Linked DNA regions of Zea mays: region 2 is linked to region 1. A link is a contact called in public Hi-C data. All regions are on one chromosome and are shown on one strand. The core of a region is the stretch at or near the end of the contact, and the rest is flanking DNA. Distances in the headings are between cores, read along the strand shown.

Evidence for each region. A called contact is a pair of places that touch in the nucleus more often than the background predicts.
Region 2: a Hi-C map of leaf shows a contact between it and region 1, with 6 times the contacts expected there. The contact joins two enhancer-like sites. A contact is called at or near these places in 3 of 25 Hi-C or Micro-C datasets (ear, leaf and an unstated tissue).

Annotation. Positions count from the first base shown.
Region 1 is chr7:129,290,085-129,295,793 of Zm-B73-REFERENCE-NAM-5.0, reverse strand. No RefSeq gene overlaps it. Among protein-coding and RNA genes, the nearest start is that of LOC100277225, 33 kb to the right of the region's middle. Within about 2 kb of position 3,628, at least 16 of the 20 cell types and tissues checked have an H3K27ac peak or open chromatin away from gene starts, as enhancers often do. A contact at or near this core is called in ear and leaf, where this site is marked.
Region 2 is chr7:129,538,042-129,543,750 of Zm-B73-REFERENCE-NAM-5.0, reverse strand. No RefSeq gene overlaps it. Among protein-coding and RNA genes, the nearest start is that of LOC100383692, 34 kb to the left of the region's middle. Within about 2 kb of position 2,475, at least 18 of the 20 cell types and tissues checked have an H3K27ac peak or open chromatin away from gene starts, as enhancers often do. A contact at or near this core is called in ear and leaf, where this site is marked.

The DNA.
Region 1 (5,709 bases), core at 2,379-4,878:
CCAATAGTAAGACTAGAAATTCTCAATAATAGTTTTTCTTCCCAGGAAGGCTTGGTGCATACATAGAAAAAAGAACTCACTACCTCCATATAAACTAATAATATTGATGGACTTAAGGGGTGTTTGTTTGGGATTATAATCCACCTAGATTATATAATCCAATAATTTTTGAACTAATTCTTAGTTCAAAAGTTGTTAGATTATATAATCTGGATAGATTATAATCTCAAACAAACACCCCCTTAAACATTAAAGCCCATTAGAGAACATAAGTATCAAGATGGCGCTGAGAATTTATCCAGCTTCAGGCCCATCAGCCTCATCCACAGTGTCGCAAAGCTATTCATGAAGCTGCTTTCTATGAGGCTTGCGCCCACCATGAGGGATATCATCTCCAAATGTCAGACTGCGTTCATCAAAGGCCGAAGCATTCACGACAACTTTCTTTTCGTCCGCAACATGGCCAGGAGATATCACCGCAATGGAACTCCCATGCTTCTTGTCAAGCTTGACATCTCGAAAGCCTTTGACTCTGTTCGGTGGGACTACCTACTCGCTCTCTTGGCTCATCTTGGCTTCCCTCCTAAATGGCGAGATTGGGTGGCATCTTTACTGGCTAACTGCAGTTCTCAAGTGCTTCTAAATGGAATTCCTGGTCAATCAATCACTCATGGTAGGGGCCTAAGGCAAGGAGACCCCCTCTCGCCATTTTTATTCGTGCTCGCCATGGATCCCCTGCAGCGCCTCCTCCACTTGGCCACCGAGGCTGGCATTCTGTCTAGAGTTGCCAAGGCTAGAACACGTCTCCGGATCGCTATGTATGCGGATGATGCCATCATCTTTGTCAAACCTGAAAAGAGAGAGCTGGATTCCTTCGCAACCTTGCTACATCAATTCGGGGAAGCGACTGGTTTGCGTACCAATATTCAGAAATCCTCAGTCGTTCCGATTAAATGTGCTGGCCTCAATCTCGACGAAATTCTTGCTGGCTTCCCTGCTTCAAGATCGCAATTCCCTATTAAATACCTTGGGATTCCTTTGTCGGTTGAGAGGCTCAAAAAAGTTGACTTCCAGTATCTTCTCGATAAGGTTAGCAGCAAGTTAACATGCTGGCAAGGTCGCAATTTCACTTTTGCAGGAAGACTCGTTTTGGTCAAATCCGTGTTGTCTGCACAACCTGTTCACACTCTTACGGCCATTAATGTACCTAAGGTGGTGCTCGAAAAAATTGACAAATTTAGGAAGCGTTTCCTCTGGGCAGGGAATGAGAACCTCACTGGTGGCAAGTGCAAGGTTAACTGGCCGACGGTGGCAAGGCCGTTGGATCTTGGGGGGCTCGGCGTACTTGACATCCATCGCTTTGCAAGGGCGCTGCGGCTCCGCTGGCTGTGGCGGGAGTGGGAGGTCCCAGAGGCCCCTTGGGCAGGGTTACAGACCCCTTGCAACGACACTGATAAACTACTCTTTGCAGCAGCCACGAGAATCGCAATTGGCGACGGCGCCAAGACCTCCTTCTGGCATTGCGCCTGGGTCAACGGTCGACGACCCAAGGACATTGCGCCTGACATCTTCGCTGCCTCCTCTGACTGCAGGCTCTCTGTTCGGGAGGCCTTGACTGACAGCACGTGGGTCAACCGCATTGATCTTCACGCGATCCACACGGCGGATCATCTAAAACAGTTTGTGGAGCTCTGGTCCTTCGCTCATTCGGTCTCCTTGGTGCAGAACACAGAGGATCGCATCGATTGGATCTACAACGCCTCCGGTGAATATTCTGCAGCCTCTGCTTACCGGATTCAATTCATGGGTCACACTTGTTCCAATCTCAAAGCCCTTATTTGGAAGCCATGGGGGCCATCGAAATGCAAACTATTCGCTTGGCTTATCATCCGCAACCGGGTTTGGACCTCTGATAGGCTCGCAGCTCGTGGATGGCCGCACAGTCCTTCTTGTCCGCTTTGCAAGCGGCACCCTGAGACAGCTCATCACATTATTGTTGGTTGCCGCTACTCGAGGAGAATTTGGGACGCCCTAGCATCTTGGCTCTCCATTGGCCCTTTAGCTCCAGCTACCTGGCCGGACTCTACTTCTATCAAGCAGTGGTGGTTTATGGTCGGCTCAGTCGCTGTGCCCAAAAAGGGAACGCGCTCCCTGCTCCTACTGGTGGTCTAGCACATTTGGCTGGAAAGGAACAACCGCACCTTCCAAAGGCAAGAGAGGTCAGTGGCAGATCTGCTAGCAGCAATTAAGGCAGAGGCAAGGCTGTGGGGTGTCGCAGGTGCTAAGCACCTTCTTGCGCTTTTACCTATGCTGTAATTACGTAACCTCTATGTACCCTTCCTGCGGTGTCTCTTGGGCACTGCTTCACTCTCTTCTTTATTAATAGAAACGTGCACAATCTCGTGCCGTTCGTTCAAAAAAAAATTAAGCTTTGATATGAGCGCTGCTACCCATACGAGTCCAATGATAGACTCATTTATGACTAGGATCATCTAATGGCTCATGATTTATTAGTTCAGAATAAGAGGGAACCATAGTCGTAGATTAATGTTTATTGTGCTCTGGTCGTAGGTTGTACGATGAAGCATTTCTGCTTTGATATTTATTAGAATTTCTGCATATGATGGGTCTAAGGGCTTGTTTGGGAGGAGGGGAATATTGGATGCTCCCAAACATGACGAACTAGGCCATATAAATTCTAACATGTTGTAGATGACAATTTAGGTTCCAGACGACAATTTAGTTTTTGACTTGCTCATTCTTATATTTGCCCATGTAGATCAATCTATGGATATCTTGGCCCTCATAAACTTGTATAGTAGTTAGTTGACGAGTTCATTCACCAATGAAGGCTGAACCAAAATCTAACGGCTCAGTTTTATCTTTTTAAAGACCGTACCGCCCGGTCTTAAATTTTTTATCATAGAAGTTTCAAAATGGTCGAGAACCCAAACCCGGCCGGTTTCTCGGTCTGACTCTGAATGCACACCCTAGACTAGAGAAGACGACGAATGGCTCCTTGGATCAGCTGGGAACAGATGTACCAAAGTCGCCTCATCATCGTCTCTACTACCAGATTTTTGCTGAAGGCCAAAAATTCAGAAAGAATCTTTGCTCCTGACGTAGCAAACGAGCATGCAAGTGCGTGCCAATCCTACTTCAGTTCAGTTCCTACCGAGACACGCACGTCGTCCCCGGTCACTTCCACATCTCATTTCCCCTTCTTTTCCCTATCATCAGTTTATCAGTGACCACCAGTGCAGTGAGTGACCAAAAGACGGCCGGCCAGCCAGTTGCTGCAACGCTACCCTCCTCTCCTTTCCTTTGTCGAGTCTCCCTTTTCAGACGATTGCCACCGGCGCATGTGCCCCCATCGCCCTCACGCCGTAGTGGTGGCTCAGCCTCTCTCGGCATGTCAGAGCCCTAGCCCAACAGAGATTAATGAAACAAAAAGAGACGGGGCCGGGCGGGAAAAGACGGAGACGGGGGGAGGCAGAGGAAAGAGAAGTGGCATCTCAGCCTTCTCTTCTCAGACTCTGGGTGAAAGAAAGAACCCTACAAAGCTAGGGTCCTGTAGTACTCCTTGAGTCCTCGTCCCTTGCAACGCAAAAGAATAGAAAGCAGGAAAGAGGAAAGGCTAGATGGGTTGTCTCACTAGGGACACAGGACAAAAGGAGCCCCTCTACTGGCAGGAGAGAGAGCATGGCAACTTTCCTTGGGCCTTTTTCATTTGCTTCAATGATAAGTCATATTTGTTAGCTACCATTAATTTTTTTTGTTATTGTTCCAACCAAGAGTTACACCATACTATATTATATGTTGTTCCAATCAACAGCTCCAATATAATAAACCAATGGTGTTCAAATGTAATTAGTGATTATCAATAAGATAATCGGTTTTGGTTGAGTATGTGGAGTATTCAATGCCTGAGTGGATGGGGCAACTTGTATTGTAGTATATAGGTAGCGGTGACAATATGCTCTAAATTTTACACTATAAGATTTAAGTATCGGATCTGATTAGGATCGGGTCCTATTTCTATTTATTTTTGAACTAAAACTTATTTAGTACCCTACCATTTTGTAAAGAAGCATTTGAATCACGATCCATTACTACCCCTATATATAGGTGTGAACCACAGAGGCGGTGATCAACAACAAATATGAAGTTAAGCAGACTCATGCCGATGGACTGACAACGATAAAGGACGAACATCAAAGCTTAGACTGAGTGACTAGAGAAGACGAAAGAATGATCATGATAGCTAACACAAACACTGATAAGTGCAACAATACGTGGAAGAGTAGACCATGTTGATTAAGTCAAGATGATTTGACGGTTTGGGCCTCAAAACTATCAGGCAGATGGTTATTTGGGTTTGGATCTCAAAACATAAGTGAAGTTTTGGTGGGAACTAGAGCCAACACACGACGTTATTATGAAGTTTGCATCAATATTAATCAAAGTCGTGAAACAGCTCGTGGTCGTTAGATCTATAGATCTTGAGTTGGACCATACGCCTTTGGATCAAGTGTTTTGACTCTGATTATCTAGAGAAAAGTTGTCAATGTATAATAGCTCTATAATAATGGGGAGTCTAATCCAACCAATCTGATATTTCAAGCATATCATTTCTTTTATCGTTGTTAGGTTGTATCCTTCTTCTAGACTCATGAGTGAGATCCATAGATCTAATCTGAAATTTGTAATTTTGCCATCTGTGTAAACTTTAGCAAAGTGTTTAACCTCTGTGAGGTTGGAATAAAAGCTTTGGTCTTTAGACCAATTTTGCTAAGATGTCGTTCTTTAATACCGAATGGCGCAGTATAAATTCTGAATGATCTGGTAAAGACCTTGTAATTTTGAGCTGATTTCTTGTGAACATCTTCTCTGTAGTGTTGCGAGTTTATTGTTCAAATTTAATAATTTTTGGGTTAATGTGATCGTGCGAGGATCAAATAAAAAAAAATAAGGCAAGATGGCTTTAAGTAAAATTTGTTGGCTCTCTCATTTACCTCCTCCTTGTCGCCATTATCACGGGATGTATTTTTCACATCATTCACCACACGGGTCCTACGCCTGAGTACAATGGAAAAAGGGTTTGAAGCTAGCCAGGAAAATTAAACCAAAAGGGGGAAGAAGGATTCGAAGCATCTGCCAAAAGCTATGCATGAATGGGGCACAATGGTACATCGCTTTTGCGTCGTGGGCTAATAATGCATGTTTCTTCGGATGAAAGTTATGCGCGCATGAATCATTCAGAAAGGTTGGTTGGATCTTCCCAGTTCCAACCGGAAGAGGACTTGAACGAGGGATGAGATGAGACCACAGTCCGTAGCTGTTACTGGTGCCGTAAGCACAAAATAATTGCGATGATCTGCAAGCTGATTTCGCCCCGTCTTTTCCCTCGGCAGGGGGTCGCTTCTCGCTTGCCACTTCAGTCTTCAGTGCTAATGCTACTCTACCCAGCTGTCTTTGTATCAACAGAACATATATGTCTTCGTATTTTATACACTATACTCAAACATAAATAGAATCAGTAGCAACGCATCTAACTATTGTTTCTTAAATCCTCGAAGTACTTTCAAAAAAAAATCTATATCTCATTGCGTCTTCTGGATTTCCGGGGTTTATTCATCTCATTTCAGCATTTCCTTGTGCAAACCAGCCCACTTCGATCTTGCGGCCCAGCTCAGTCGGCGCTCGCCT
Region 2 (5,709 bases), core at 1,226-3,725, 250 kb before region 1:
CTGCATGCAATTCCATGAAGAAGACGCAGCATGCACACGCAGGGTGATATAGAAGTGAAGGCGTTACACTGGACACAATGAATGGAGATCGATCGGGCTGGTTGTTGCCCCGAGACGACGCACTGTAGCTAGGTCGAGTGTGCATGCATGCGCACTGCTGGCTCAGACCGATCGATCGATATGACTTGATGCGCGAGCTGGGCACAGTACGTCCTCGACGAGACCATAGCGATGCAATACTGCATGCGCGCTACTGCAGCAACACGAGACACGGGCTAGCCGCGCGAACGGCTGGCACGGTGGCACTGCTACGAGAGAATTTAAGATCATCAGTAGAAAAGAACTCTAATTGTGTGTTGTTAATTTTTTTTACGGGCAGTTTTGGTTACAACGCGCTAGTGGACCCGACTAGACAACCGTTAGTTAACTATTTTAATTGGTGGTTTTCTTAACATAATCGCCATTTTTACTGGCCTCTAGCTAGTACTGGCAGTACGTACCGAAAAATGTAAGTGGAAATAGCTCTAAAACTACTGCAATATATTTTCTGTGTACTAATGGATACGATAAAAAGAGTGTTTGTTTGAGATTATAATCTGATCAAATTATATAATCTATAACTTTTAAACTAAATGTTAAATTGTTTAATTATATAATTCAGGTAGATTATAATTCTAAACAAAGCGGGGCCGCCGACCGTCGCACGTCGAAAAACATCTCGTATCCGTCGATATCTCTACACTCTAGCTCCAAGAAAATCTACCTTCTCCAGCTTTACGACAAGCTGGGCAGTATATTCTTCTATATACTCGAGTTGTTGAGTGACGTCTACACGTACGGTGGTCGATGTATTCTCGATGAACTAGTAACGCATGGGCAGCCACCTCTTATCAAAGGAAAAAAAAAAAAACGCATGGGTAGCCACGTGACCAAACATACTACTGTACTGTGCCAAACCGCCAGACAAAAAGCAAACTGTGAGTACGTACATCGGTACATGTACATGCATCGGGTGAGCACAGGAACTGATGATTCATGGGTGGTTTTTGAATACGTGCAGTTACATGCTCGCTAGAATCCAAGATCGCAAATGGTTTTTTAGTATATCGCTGCTTTGTCGAGACACATACGTACGTACACGTACATGCATGCTTTGCTAGCCTGTACGTGTCGACAAATCAGCGCGGTCGACGCCGGCACAAAACAGCAAAACGTATGGAACGGCTAGCTAGCCGTTGCGTATGCACACTTGAGGCGTCTGACGATGGCCACATATAAGGGCAACTCTCTGTATTCTTTGTAGTAGCAAAGTTTTCTTCGATGGTTTTTTTACATTGATTATTGATATATATATATATATATATATATATATATATATATATATATATATATATATATATATAGGTATATCTTCTATTAAAATTTTCTTTAACTAAAGATAGAAAACGAAAATAAGAACAATTTTTATAACATAAATAATATATAGAAAATCTATTCTATTAAAGGAAAGAAAGATATAGAAAATAATAATGATTTAAATTTACAAAGAGTGTCAGAGATGCTTTATTGCAACTGCTGTGGGTCTCAGTGTCTCACGTCACATGCCTGTTGCATGCATGCAATGCAGCACGAGCCAGTAGTAGTAGACTAGTAGTCAGCTAGTGAGCACACGGCGCCACGCAGTCCAACAGTGCACACGCTAGCCGGAGTGGGCAGTCCGTGTACATGCATGCTTGCTCGGCCGGGCCAATGCAACTCAAGTTCCATTCATGCTACACGGTGGCGTACTATACCAAAACAGTTACATCTCAAATTTTGTATTTCCTCCTTTTCTTTTTAGTTGTCGCTTGATAGTTTAATTTTACACTATCCAGCGATAAATAAAACAAAACGGAAGGAGTACGGTCGTGGAATGGTTGCACAGAGATTGTGTTACTTAGTACTTACCTATAATCACAATTCACATAAATGCATGGTAAATTTTCGATTCACTGTGTACCAGGGAGTCTCGCAGACGTGTGGGATTGAGAGTCTACAAGCTTCACAAAGGAAAGGAAGCTGCATGTTATATTTTTTTGTCCCATCACACACACATACATATAATAATAATAATAATATATACTATATACAAGCAAGTACCGTACGTGCATGCATGTGTGCGAATCATGGGCAGCTCGATTCGCGATCGCCGAGACGCCGAAGCAACCTGACGCCCACATCGTCGTCGTTGCAGACATATATATATATATATATATATAGATCGCTTTTAGTAGTACGGAAAAGGGGCGGCAGCAGCAGCGGATGGATCGATCGGTGGATCACAATCGACGAAAGGAGAAGAGTATAATGCACAAACACACAAAAAAGCAGCGTCGTTTTCCTACTCCAAAAGGATTCAGCGAGAAGCCTTGGCCGGACATGTGCACGCACGCATGGTCTCATGGCGGCTCGGCGTCCGTACGTGCATGCTGCCACGCCGGCCTAGTTTATTGGGGATGGGCCGGGTCCGGGGCCGGGATGGGCGAGGAGTGACAAGATAAAGAGTACTACTAAGAAAGTATACCCCATACATGCATATTCAATTTGTCTGCTGCTTTGCGGCTGCATCTATCGTCCGATCCACACATGCGAGCCTCAACCTCAGCTCTCAGCTAATCACTAAAAAAATCCGGTTCTTTGTCGATTGGTTGTTGGCTTTTTGTCGAGTACAATTTATCATGCACTCGACAAAGCATGCTTTACTGAGTGTCACGCTCGATAAAATAAGACTATCATATCGGCACATACATTGTTTATCGATGGCGAAATAATTGGCGTAGAAAGACACTCGGCAAAGAAGACTTTGCCGAGTGTCAAACCCTCGGCGAAAACGCGACCATCGGCAAAAGAACTCAGTAGTCGTCTATAGTTGACGGCCGTTAACTTCGCCGAGTGTCAGCTGTTCATACTCGGCAAAATATCTTTTTTGTCGAGTGTCACCTGAAAAACACTCTGCAAATCAATATTTTGTCGAGTGTTTTCCGTGACACTCGATAAAGTATATTTGTTTTTTTATTTTCCCCATTTTTGTGTGTTTGTACAGTATATAGATATATATGTTCTATTTTTTGCACAATTATCAAAGTGTTTGTTGTAACTATTAGATTTAGTTCGTTTAATTTAATTTATTCGAATAATTCAGATTTGAACTATAAATCACTCGATAAATAGAAAACAGTGAATGCAAAAATGATATTCATTTATTATTTAGCATAAGTTATAGACTATTTCAGAAACAGATTGGAATTTTCGAGCTTGTTTGGCTGGCTGACAGCCGCAACTGCTGTAACAGCTGTAATCCATAATGATAAAATACTATTGAAGCCGGCCGAGCCACAGTCGGATCAAAGGCCCAGTAAGCCGCAGCAAATAAGCTAATGCGCAGGGGAAGAAAAGAAAGAGTCATCGCCGTCCATGATGCCTTCACGCGCGCGCACACAAGCGCTAATGATTGTTCGGAGACGAACGGGGTTGGCATGCAGAGAACGGCAGCTACTAGCGGCGCACACCGGGAGATCGTACGTCTCTCTTTGTTGGCTTTATTCTCGAGAGAGATCCTGCCAAAGCCCAAGGAGATCTCGATCGTACGTCGTTGTCCAGGCCATACTTGGCTTCCCGTAAATTAAAGGTCGAGATCGAACTCTATAGCTTTCAGCAAACACTTGCTAGATATATATATATATATAGTACTCCTGTATTTTTTTTAAAAAAAAGGTAGGTAAGTACTCCTGTTCGAATTACATTGCATGTGGAGCCTCATCTTTTGTGCATGCACTTCTGTTTCCTGATGGCACTGTACGCATTACCTGTCACGGACGATGGTGGCCTGCCTGCTGGCGGCCGGCTGAATAATAATGGTGATATGGCCGGCATGTGTTCAGAGTGGTGTTGAAGCAACAAGTCGGACGGCCATGCTTTCTCGGCGGCCTGTGTACGTACGTGGTCCTGCCGCCAGTTCAGTGTGTGCTGCCCATGCATGCATGATCGATGATGACATTCAGTTGCATTTGGCATAGCCGGTTTTCACTATTCCTGTACAGATCGACACATATATCTATATATACTTTTGCGGCGACATTTTCTGTGCACATATGTAGCACATGCATGGCATGTAACCCTTGGAATGGATTCAAGGCAGAAAGGAACAAGACATAGCTTTGTCACATATGTATGTCGTCATTGCATGCTAATCGATTATCTTCTCTTCTGTATATCAGTATTTGTATATAGCTTGGAATTTCCACCCATACTAAGGCCATGTTTGTTTCCTCCTATATTATATAAGTTAAATTATGGTGTAATGATAAAAAAGTAAGAATATCACTTTTGGATTATAAATAAGCTGAAATAAACTATCCAATGCTAGCTTATTTGTGGTCATAAAGTGATATTTTACCCTCCTACCATTTTATCATAATCCAACTTATATAATCTAAGGCCTAGTTTGAGTACTCTTGTAATGTGAGAAATTGAAGTGTATTGATATGTATTGTGGGAGTTTTTGATCTATTAGAGATTTAAACACTCTCCAATCCCTCTAAACCATTTCAATCCAAGAGTAGCCAAACTAGGTCTAAGAGGAAAACAAACACACCATAAGACTTTGTTTGGATACTTTAGTATTGGTCTCAACCCATATGTATTGAGGTGAATTAGGGTGTAAATTAGTTTAAGGTGCCTTTGGTTCCGCTGTGGAGACCGTGGTAGTGTCAACAGGTACTAGGGGTGGAAACGAGCCGAGCTCGGCTCAGCTCGCCCATCTGGCGAGCTCGGAATGCGGCTCGGCTCGATTCGCTCCGGGCTCGCGAGCCGGCTCGCCGAGCCAACGAGCCTAGCCATTAACGTAAATCTGCTCTCTAAATTATAATATAAAATCTTAAAAATATTTTAAATAACATATTTTAAATTAGTAAAAATAGATATATCACTAATATAATATAGAAAATAGATTATTTTTGTATAGTAATCTCAAATAACTTAAATTATTGTCTACTCAGTACTAATATTATATGCTAATTAAGATTTTATATAACAAATTGTTGTTGGGTCGAGCCACGAGCTAGCTCGCGAGCTGCACTGATCCGAGCTGAGCTGGCTCGCTCTTTTCACGAGCCACAAAAACAGGCTCGGTTCGGGCTTGTTCTGAGCGTCGAGCCGGTCTGAGCCGAGCCGAGCTGCTGCGAGCCCGAGTTTTTTTTTGTGGCCCTAACAGGTACCGTTGCATTGCAACCCCTCAACGAAGGGAAGGGGAACGGGTAGCGCTAGTTTAGGAGCGGTTTCGTCGTTATACTGGGCTGTATCAGATAGCGCCGTGAATCGATACGGACTGATCTAACCAAACACGAAACAACGAAATCAGCTCACACCGTGAATCAATAACGGGCCAAAATCAAAATGACCGAACCAAACAGCACCGAAGATATATATCGTCCACATTTAGTCCTCCTTTGCTGGTTAACATAATAATCCTTCAACTAATAAAGCAATAAAAAGTTAAGATAGTCCAACCTGTTTGAATTTTAATCCGAGATAGCATATTTCTATGTACATAAGGAGGTATATATACATAGATATCGACTGGATCCATTGTAGCTTCACTTGCACATGTATATGTAGGGGTCGCCCCTGCATGCATCAAGATATATAGGGGCTGTTTGTTTCGGCTTCTGG